Regions from separate parts of the Sus scrofa genome. Here region 2 is linked to region 1. The links are chromatin contacts, called in public HiChIP or PLAC-seq maps. All regions are on one chromosome and are shown on one strand. Each heading gives the region's core, a stretch centred on a gene start, on an enhancer-like site or on the middle of the called end of the contact. The rest is flanking DNA. Distances are from core to core; before and after follow the strand shown.

Region 1 (3,575 bases), core at 342-2,841:
CAACGGCTCCGTTACCTACGGAGGACCAGGATCCTCTGCCACCGGGTTCCCGGCCCGAGGGGACCTGACGGAGACGGGCTACCTGACCTGAGCCCCCACCAGCAGAGGCGGTGTGGAGAAGGCCCGCCTAGGCCACCAGCCCTCCGGGGTCGCTCGCGGCAGGTACACAGAAGACAGAGGGCCTCTCTCCCGGGGCTCCCCGCCACTTCTCTACTCTCTCCAACACTCTGTGCTCCCACCTTCAAAGCCCGATGCAAAACTCACGTCCATCCAGACGGTCCTGGGGTGTCCCCTCTGACCGCATGGAGACCTCATGGACGTTATCACCGGCGGTACCTGGGCTGGGGGGTCTGGCGTGGGCAGCCAGCAGTGGGTCAGTAAGGTCCAGGTGCAGTGGCTACTAAAATGTGAAGACTCTGGTCTGTGATCACCTCATGGCCTTTGACCCTGCCCTATGTTACTGACAACAAATTGGCATGAAGTCTGTGTTTCCTCCCTGTAAACACCTATTGCCTGCAGCAGCAGTACACCTGCAGGTACAGCGAGGGACAGGGACTGAGACTGGTCTCTGGGGTCGTGTACCGTTTCTGCGGATTTTTTCTGTCCCACTAGATTCTAGGCTCAGAGGACAGAAAACCTGTTGAGAGTCACCTAGATTTATCCATCCTGTACTCCCTGCACAGCCCGCTGGTTGCGATGGGGAGAACTTCCCCGGATGCTGGGAAAACATCCAGCCGAGGCGAAAGCCCACCGCACCGCAAGCATGAAGAATATAAAGACTCCCGAGGCCGAGCCCTGCATCAAGGGAACAAGCTTCCAATGAGAGACTCGCACACCAGTCAATGTGGCACAGGACAGAGGCCGTGAAGAGAATGGCACTGGAGAATTCGGGGTGCCTGGGACAGCCAGGACACGGGCAGGACTGCAGATGACAAGGCTGGGGGGAGGGGGCCGAGGAAGGACTTCATCCCAGGTAACGGAGGGCCCCCAAACGGCTGTAAAGTGACAAGACTTGCCTGTAAGAAAAGTGAAATGGGAGGGGACACAGATGACCGAAGCCTGGCACCTGCCAACACACACTTTAGCAAGACGGAGGTAAACATGCACCCGCAAGCCACGTGGTGGACATCACGGGAGGTGGCAACACAGCACCGTGTGAGGAAGACGGCGTTTCGGAGGCCTGGTGCCAGGAAAGGCTTCTCAGAGGCGGGGAACGTTCCTTTGGAGTCAGAGAGAGAAGAGCCTGAAACAGAGCTGCCATCTGCTTGTGTCGCCAACCTCTCCTTACCCTAGGAGCTCCTCTGCCCCCTAGGGCGGCTCTAGGACCACTCAGAGGAGACAGGGAGGGGCTCGCTGATAAGGAACGGGGGACCCCCTCGCTCCAGGCCGGGCAAGCAGAGCAGGGAGGTGGGTCGGCATTTGCTGGACGTGGACCTCCGGCTCCTAGAAACCCGAGGTCCCATCACGCAGGTGCCCTCTTGACGGCAAAGCCGTCCGATGAGCTACAGGACAGGACGTGCCTGCGGCCCCTGCAGGCTGCATTCAGCCATTTCCTCTGTTTTCACCACGCTGAACCTGGGGGATGCCATTCCCGTTACTCACGGCAGATGTCCCCAGCCCGCAACCACGGACAGCACAGCGGACCGGGAGAGAAGGGACTCCTGTGGTCTCAGGGACAAGTGGCCCCTAGAACAGCAACGGTCTCAAGGCCTCAGGTAACAACAGCCGCCACTCACGGAGGACGACTGTGCATACAGAGCCCTGGATGGTTCCCCAGCTCGGCAGGATTTTACACATGAGGAATCAGACTTATTTGCTGAGTAATGTAGTCCTCGTTTTACAGTAAGGCAAACGGCCAACTCGGATGGAATCCCCATCTGTAAACCAGGGGGCTTGGCTCGATCAGTGGTTCTTGAATATTCTGGGTATCAGACGCCAATAAAAATCAGAAGAATGGTGTGAATTCTCTCTTCAGGAATAGGTATCCTGACTTAACTTTCCGTCCACTCTTTAGGATGCACAGACCCAACACGCCATGTAAAAAGCCCAGGCCAGATGAGCCAAAATTGCCCACCAAAAGATATGAGGGCCGTGTGGACCATGCGGATCAGGTGTGACCCAGGTATGGTTCCTGCTGAGACCTGGGACGCGCTCCTTCAGACCAGCCTTCCTTCCGTGACGAACACGTTGGCCGCTGCTGCCGGGACGCCACCGATGAGCCAGAGCGTCCCACGCGCGCCTGTTAACCAGTGGCGAGGAGAGATCCAGAACCTCAGAGCCCTACCACGCGGGACAGAGGCCACGGTTCCCCCTCCACCTCCCTCTCGAGAAACAGAGTCCACCCACCAACTCCCTGCAGAGCCCTCCCGGCGACCAGACCACCTCCGGGGCTGCCCCCCAGCTAACGTCTCCCTCGGACTTCAGTCCAAACCTGCTCTCGTGAAACCACCCTGGAGAGAGGAAGAGTCCAGACGTCTCGCTTCCTCATTCCGGGGAAAGCTCGCCTTCCCTCGGCCGCCCCAAGCCTCCCCGCGTCCTTCTGACCATGAGGCCTCCAGCTCTAACGCGAGGGTCCTCCCAAGACGCTGCTCTTACGACTCAGGGTCTCGGCAGCAGGACCTACGTGCCTGAGGTCACCTGCGCGCCCTTGGAGGGCAGACGGTCAGCACACGACGCCGGTCCTGTGCCGGCTCTCATGGAGCTTGTGACCAACCAGCACCACCTTGGGGTCCTTCAGCAGGTGGCTTGGGCTCAGCCGGGGGACATCTGGGGCGCCCCCCACGACCTCGCGGCCTGGTGATTCTCCCTGGCAATCCGCCCCCGCGCCTCCCTGCGCACGAGGCCGGGGCCGCCGGGGCCGGAAGGAGAGCCTGGGAAGCAAACCCGGTCCCGAGGCTCGGCTTCTCTGCGGCCGGCTTCGCGCCTCAGTGGCCTCACTGAAAAGGGAGTTCCCGACAGTCCCCAGCTCGGGGGCGGGGGGGGGGGGGGGGGAGGATTAAACTGAGGTATTTATTCAGCACAGCGCTTGGCCTGTAATCAACACTTTGCGTATGAGCTTTTTTCCACTGCAGGGAGGCTTCCACGGCGAGATGTATGAACATCAGCACAGGCGTGCCTTCTCCGCTTCCTCATTTGTTAAAACCCATCTTCCTTTAAATCACAGACATGCATGCACGTTGTTTTATATCAACTTTACTGTCTGAGGATTTCATCTCAGCACCTTCTTCGTGTTGCTACGTGAGCATCATTCCGTCACCAGCTACACCCCAACCGACGAGCGGGTGTCCTCAGTCTTCCACTTCAATACGCAACACGACAACGCAAGGAGCACCCCTGCGCATCTTCGCAATAACGACTGTATTCTTCGGGACGTGCACGTCCATACCGCTTTCTAAAACCCCGTGTACCACCTCTCAGTGCCACAGCAAAGTAGTTTCACCTTTTTCTTGACCAACCCTGAGGATTCTAATTTGTTTTCTCCTGTACTAGGGAAAATCACGCCAGATACAGTTCCTTCTTAAGGCGCCATGAAGTGTCAGTTCCTAAGCTACTGCACATATTTCTCTTGAACTACT
Region 2 (3,887 bases), core at 196-2,695, 120 kb after region 1:
GCACAGACGTGTGGACTGGACCCTGTGTTTTTTGGTTTGTGTTTTTTGTTTGGTTTTTTTAACATTTAACTTTTCAAATAATTAGATTCACAGGAAGTTGTAAAAAAAAAATATGTACAATTAGGCCTTCATCCAGTTCCACTCAGTGGTCCTATCTCGTATCAAATCCAGGAGCTGCCCCCCTGAGCCTGCTCAGCCCTCCCCGGTTTAATACCGTGTGTGGACAGTTCTGTGCAATTCTATGATGCGTGCAGAGTTGTGTACCCAGCACCCCCGAGCATGTGTGTGTTCTCATTGATTTCATGTCTGTGTTCGCAGTGGCTCTCAGGGGCATCTTTGACAGACACACCTCAGGAATCTCACCCACGTCCGCACTGACAGACACCGAAGGCCATGGGCTTGGAGGAGACGCTGCCGCGCGGGGAGGGAGGAGGTAGGAGCCGAATACCAGCTGGAGGAAGAGGCTTGGCTCTGGCTCCTGGGAGAGGCCTCCTGAAAGAGAAATTCCTGGGAGAGGAAGAGGCCCCGGCTCCCCTCGAGGGCACCACGTGGCCGGCAGCCACCTGCTCTTGTCTTAGCCCTCGGCTCCCCAGCTTTCCAGACCTGCTTCTTCATCCCCAAATCATCAGCCCACGTGGTGGTCCCCCTGCGATGCTCTCCAGAAGCAATTTGCCTCTGGAATGTTCTGTGGAACCGGGTGTACCATATTTGGGCTTTTGGAAAAATGTCAGCCTGTTTGATACTATGTCAACAGCAGCCAATACTGTAACCAAGGCTGAGGGGACCTGGATGTCACTGTGGGGAGGCTAGACACCGGGGTCACATTCACCCTCGCACTCAGCTGTTTGGGGTTAGATGCCACCGGCTTGGCGCTTTTTCCAGTAAGAAGCCCAGCCCCGGCTGAGTCTCCTGAAAGCTTTAGCAAGCCAACTCCTACTTAAGGAAGGAGGATATTTTTTCCCCAGGGAGGAGGGAGGTGCCAGTATCAATTTCATGGTCTCCCTATATTTTTATTCTGTCATTTGCACGTTAATTTTTCCAGCCATGAAGTCTGAATTTTGCAGATTCAGCTCATCACAGCCTCAGACACACGCCCAACGGAACGCTCCCGATGGCGCTGCGCGGCGGGGCCTGAGTGGTGCAGTGGCGCCATCTCCTGGTTCGTTTGAGTTCTGCACCCTGAGGAAGATAAATGCTGATCCATCACCTTCCACCGGTACACAGTTCAGCCAACCTCAGAGGCTCCCAGCTCTGGGCAAGTCCAGTGTGAGGGAAGGCGGTGTGGACCTGGGAGATATGGGCCAACGTTTATGGTCCCTACTGTTGGTGTATCGGGAGATAGTCTAGCTGGGACCGGGGAGAATGGACCCAGTCCCTGTCAACAGAGAGCTTACAGGCGGGCACGTCCAGAGCCAAGACAATGATGACAAGTGCTGGAGATGCCGGGAGGCACAGTTCTGGCTCTGCCCCTGCCAGCTGTGGGGCCTTAAGCCACTTAAGCTCTTTGAGACTCAGCTTTTTTGTATGTAAACAGGAAAACGAGGCTAATGATTAGTTCCTGGTGTGGTTGTTTTAAAGACACACTTAAGGTGACATGTAAGGTACATAACAGAGGTTCATGAAAAGGGAGATAATTATACTTCTTATGGATGAAATAGCTGCTCAAAGAAGGGAGTACTGGGAAGTGGGGGTCACGACGTGAAGACACGTTTCAGCTGTGCTTTGAAAGATGCGTGGGAGTTTTCCGATCAGACACAGGGGGAAGGCTTTCTATGTGGGTGAAGGGTGTGTACAGAGGCGCAGTAAGAGGAAGTGCCGTGGTGCATTTGGGAAACGGCACATACTTTGGTTTGAGCTCAGCCCAAGGGGGAGAGCAGGTGGAAGCGAAAGTGGGCAGGTCAGCCCCATCAGAACCTCTGGAGTGGGTTGTGAAAATCTCTTTTCATGAAATGATTCCCTGGGGATTCTGAGGCAGCCTGCCAAAGGTCCAATATCTGAAAGCCGGCACTGTACCAAGCAGTCTACATAATTCTCTCTCATCTGCACCACAACCTGACAAAGTGGACATTATACGCAGCAGAAGGCTGAGGCTCAGAGGGGTTAAGCGACTTGCCCAAGATCACACAGTGAACGTGAGCTGAGATTCAATCCCTGCTCATTTTGACTCCAAATCCCATATATGCCCAGAGTGCTCAGGAAAAGCAGAGTGCACACTCTTCAGGGCTGGGCTGACACAGGGGCTGGGGTCCTGTCTTTCTGAGGTCTGTGCTGTCAGGATTTGAGAGCAGTCAGCTTCTGCTCCAGGGAGCCCCATTCTGCAGACCAGATTCTTATGCTGGGTGCATGCAGTTAGATTTTCCTGGTTAAATTCCTACTGGAAGGAATAGAGCCCTGCTTTTTCTTCTCTGGAATTTGCCAGAGATCGTTTTGTGAGTGCACAGGGAAAGTTTTTTAAAAAATGCAAAACAATCTTAAACTTACAGAAAGGCTTCAGCTCAAATGACACATTTTCGTTTGAGTGTAAGTTGCCATGATGCTCCATCACCCGCAAATATCTCAGCATATTTCCTGCAAATAAGGACTTCCTCCTATCCGGCCATAATGCAGCCGCCGCTCCCAACAGACGCTGGATGCGATGCTTTGGTCGCTGGCATTCACGTCCCGTCAGCCATCCCGGGGATGGCTTTGTCGTAAAAGGATCTGGTTCAGGTTCACGTTGGCATTTGGTGGTGGGCCTCCTTGGTCTCTGACAACCTGGAGCCATCCCTCAGCCTTGGCACTTGGATGATTAAGGGCCAGTTTGTCCACAGACTGTCCCTCCGTGTGGATGTGGCTGCTGTTCCCTTGGGATTGGATTCAGGTTAAAAGTCTTGGGCAGCAATAACCCGGAGTGCTACTTAGGTGGCACCTGATTTCAATTAGTGCCATTCATGATGACACTCACGGTATCATGGGGTTACAGTGGTGACGGCCGGGCTTCCCCCTGTAACGTGACCTTTGCAGTGAACAGATATTGGGGGGGCGGTGATATGTTGAAACTCTGTGAATGTCCCGTCCGTCGTCTCCTGTGTTCATCTCTATACCCTGCTTGCTCAGTGGGTTAGACCCCGTTACTCTCAGTATTTCTCTGGTACACACATTGTCTCGGATTTGGCTAAAGGGGGAGCCCCCGAAGCCAGCTTCTGTGTCCTTCGTCGTGTCCCCTTGTTCTCCTAGTGCTCCAGGTTTTCTGATGCAGTAAGATGTCCTGAGCTCCTTCTGTACCCTCTCTGCCCCAGCCCTGGAACCAGCCCGTTCTCCCAGGCGCCCCAGTCCCCTTAGTGGAGAAGAGAATTTAAAGTCAGTATCTGGATGCAACCAGAGAGTCTCCTACTAAGTGATACTAAGTGAAGTAAGAAAAAGATAAGTACCATGTGATACCACTTATATGTGGAATCTAAAACATAGCACAAATGACCCTATTTGCAAAACAGAAACAGACTCACAGACACGGAGAACAGATCTGAGGTTGCCTGGCCGGGGGTGGGGTGGGGAGGGTGGGGGGATGGACGGGGAGTTTGGGGTTGGTAGAGGCAAACTGTTATATTTAGAAGGGTTAAGCAATGAGGTCTTACTGCACAGCACAGGGAACTCGACCCGATTACTTGGCATAGAATGCGATGGAAGATTATAAGAGAAAAAGAATATATGTATATGCATGACTGGGTTGCTTTGCTGTGCAGCAGAAATGGGCACAACATCGTCAATCAACCATTCTTTCATAAAAATACCAAAAAAAGTCAGTATCTGGGTGCCAGGTGTGTTCATTGCTCCTTGGGGGCGGGGTGTCACGGCTCCCAGGCCCTCTTAATGGAATAGCTGTGTGTGTGTGCGTGTGTGTGTACACA

What was found. HiChIP or PLAC-seq counts read pairs in DNA pulled down with a chosen protein or histone mark.
Region 2: a contact with region 1 is called in an H3K27ac HiChIP or PLAC-seq map of alveolar macrophages. The contact joins two enhancer-like sites. A contact is called at or near these places in 6 of 47 Hi-C or Micro-C datasets (embryonic fibroblasts, epiblast stem cells, fetal skeletal muscle and 3 more) and 2 of 2 datasets of contacts at active chromatin or transcription factors (alveolar macrophages and skeletal muscle).

What each region holds. Positions count from the first base shown.
Region 1 is chr3:127,010,985-127,014,559 of Sscrofa11.1, forward strand. The region is part of intron 2 of ASAP2 (arf-GAP with SH3 domain, ANK repeat and PH domain-containing protein 2); the gene reads right to left. Among named protein-coding and RNA genes, the nearest start is that of ASAP2, 70 kb to the right of the region's middle. Within about 2 kb of position 1,592, at least 10 of the 83 cell types and tissues checked have an H3K27ac peak or open chromatin away from gene starts, as enhancers often do. A contact at or near this core is called in alveolar macrophages, where this site is marked.
Region 2 is chr3:127,136,121-127,140,007 of Sscrofa11.1, forward strand. No RefSeq gene overlaps it. Among named protein-coding and RNA genes, the nearest start is that of ASAP2, 55 kb to the left of the region's middle. Within about 2 kb of position 1,446, at least 10 of the 83 cell types and tissues checked have an H3K27ac peak or open chromatin away from gene starts, as enhancers often do. A contact at or near this core is called in alveolar macrophages, where this site is marked.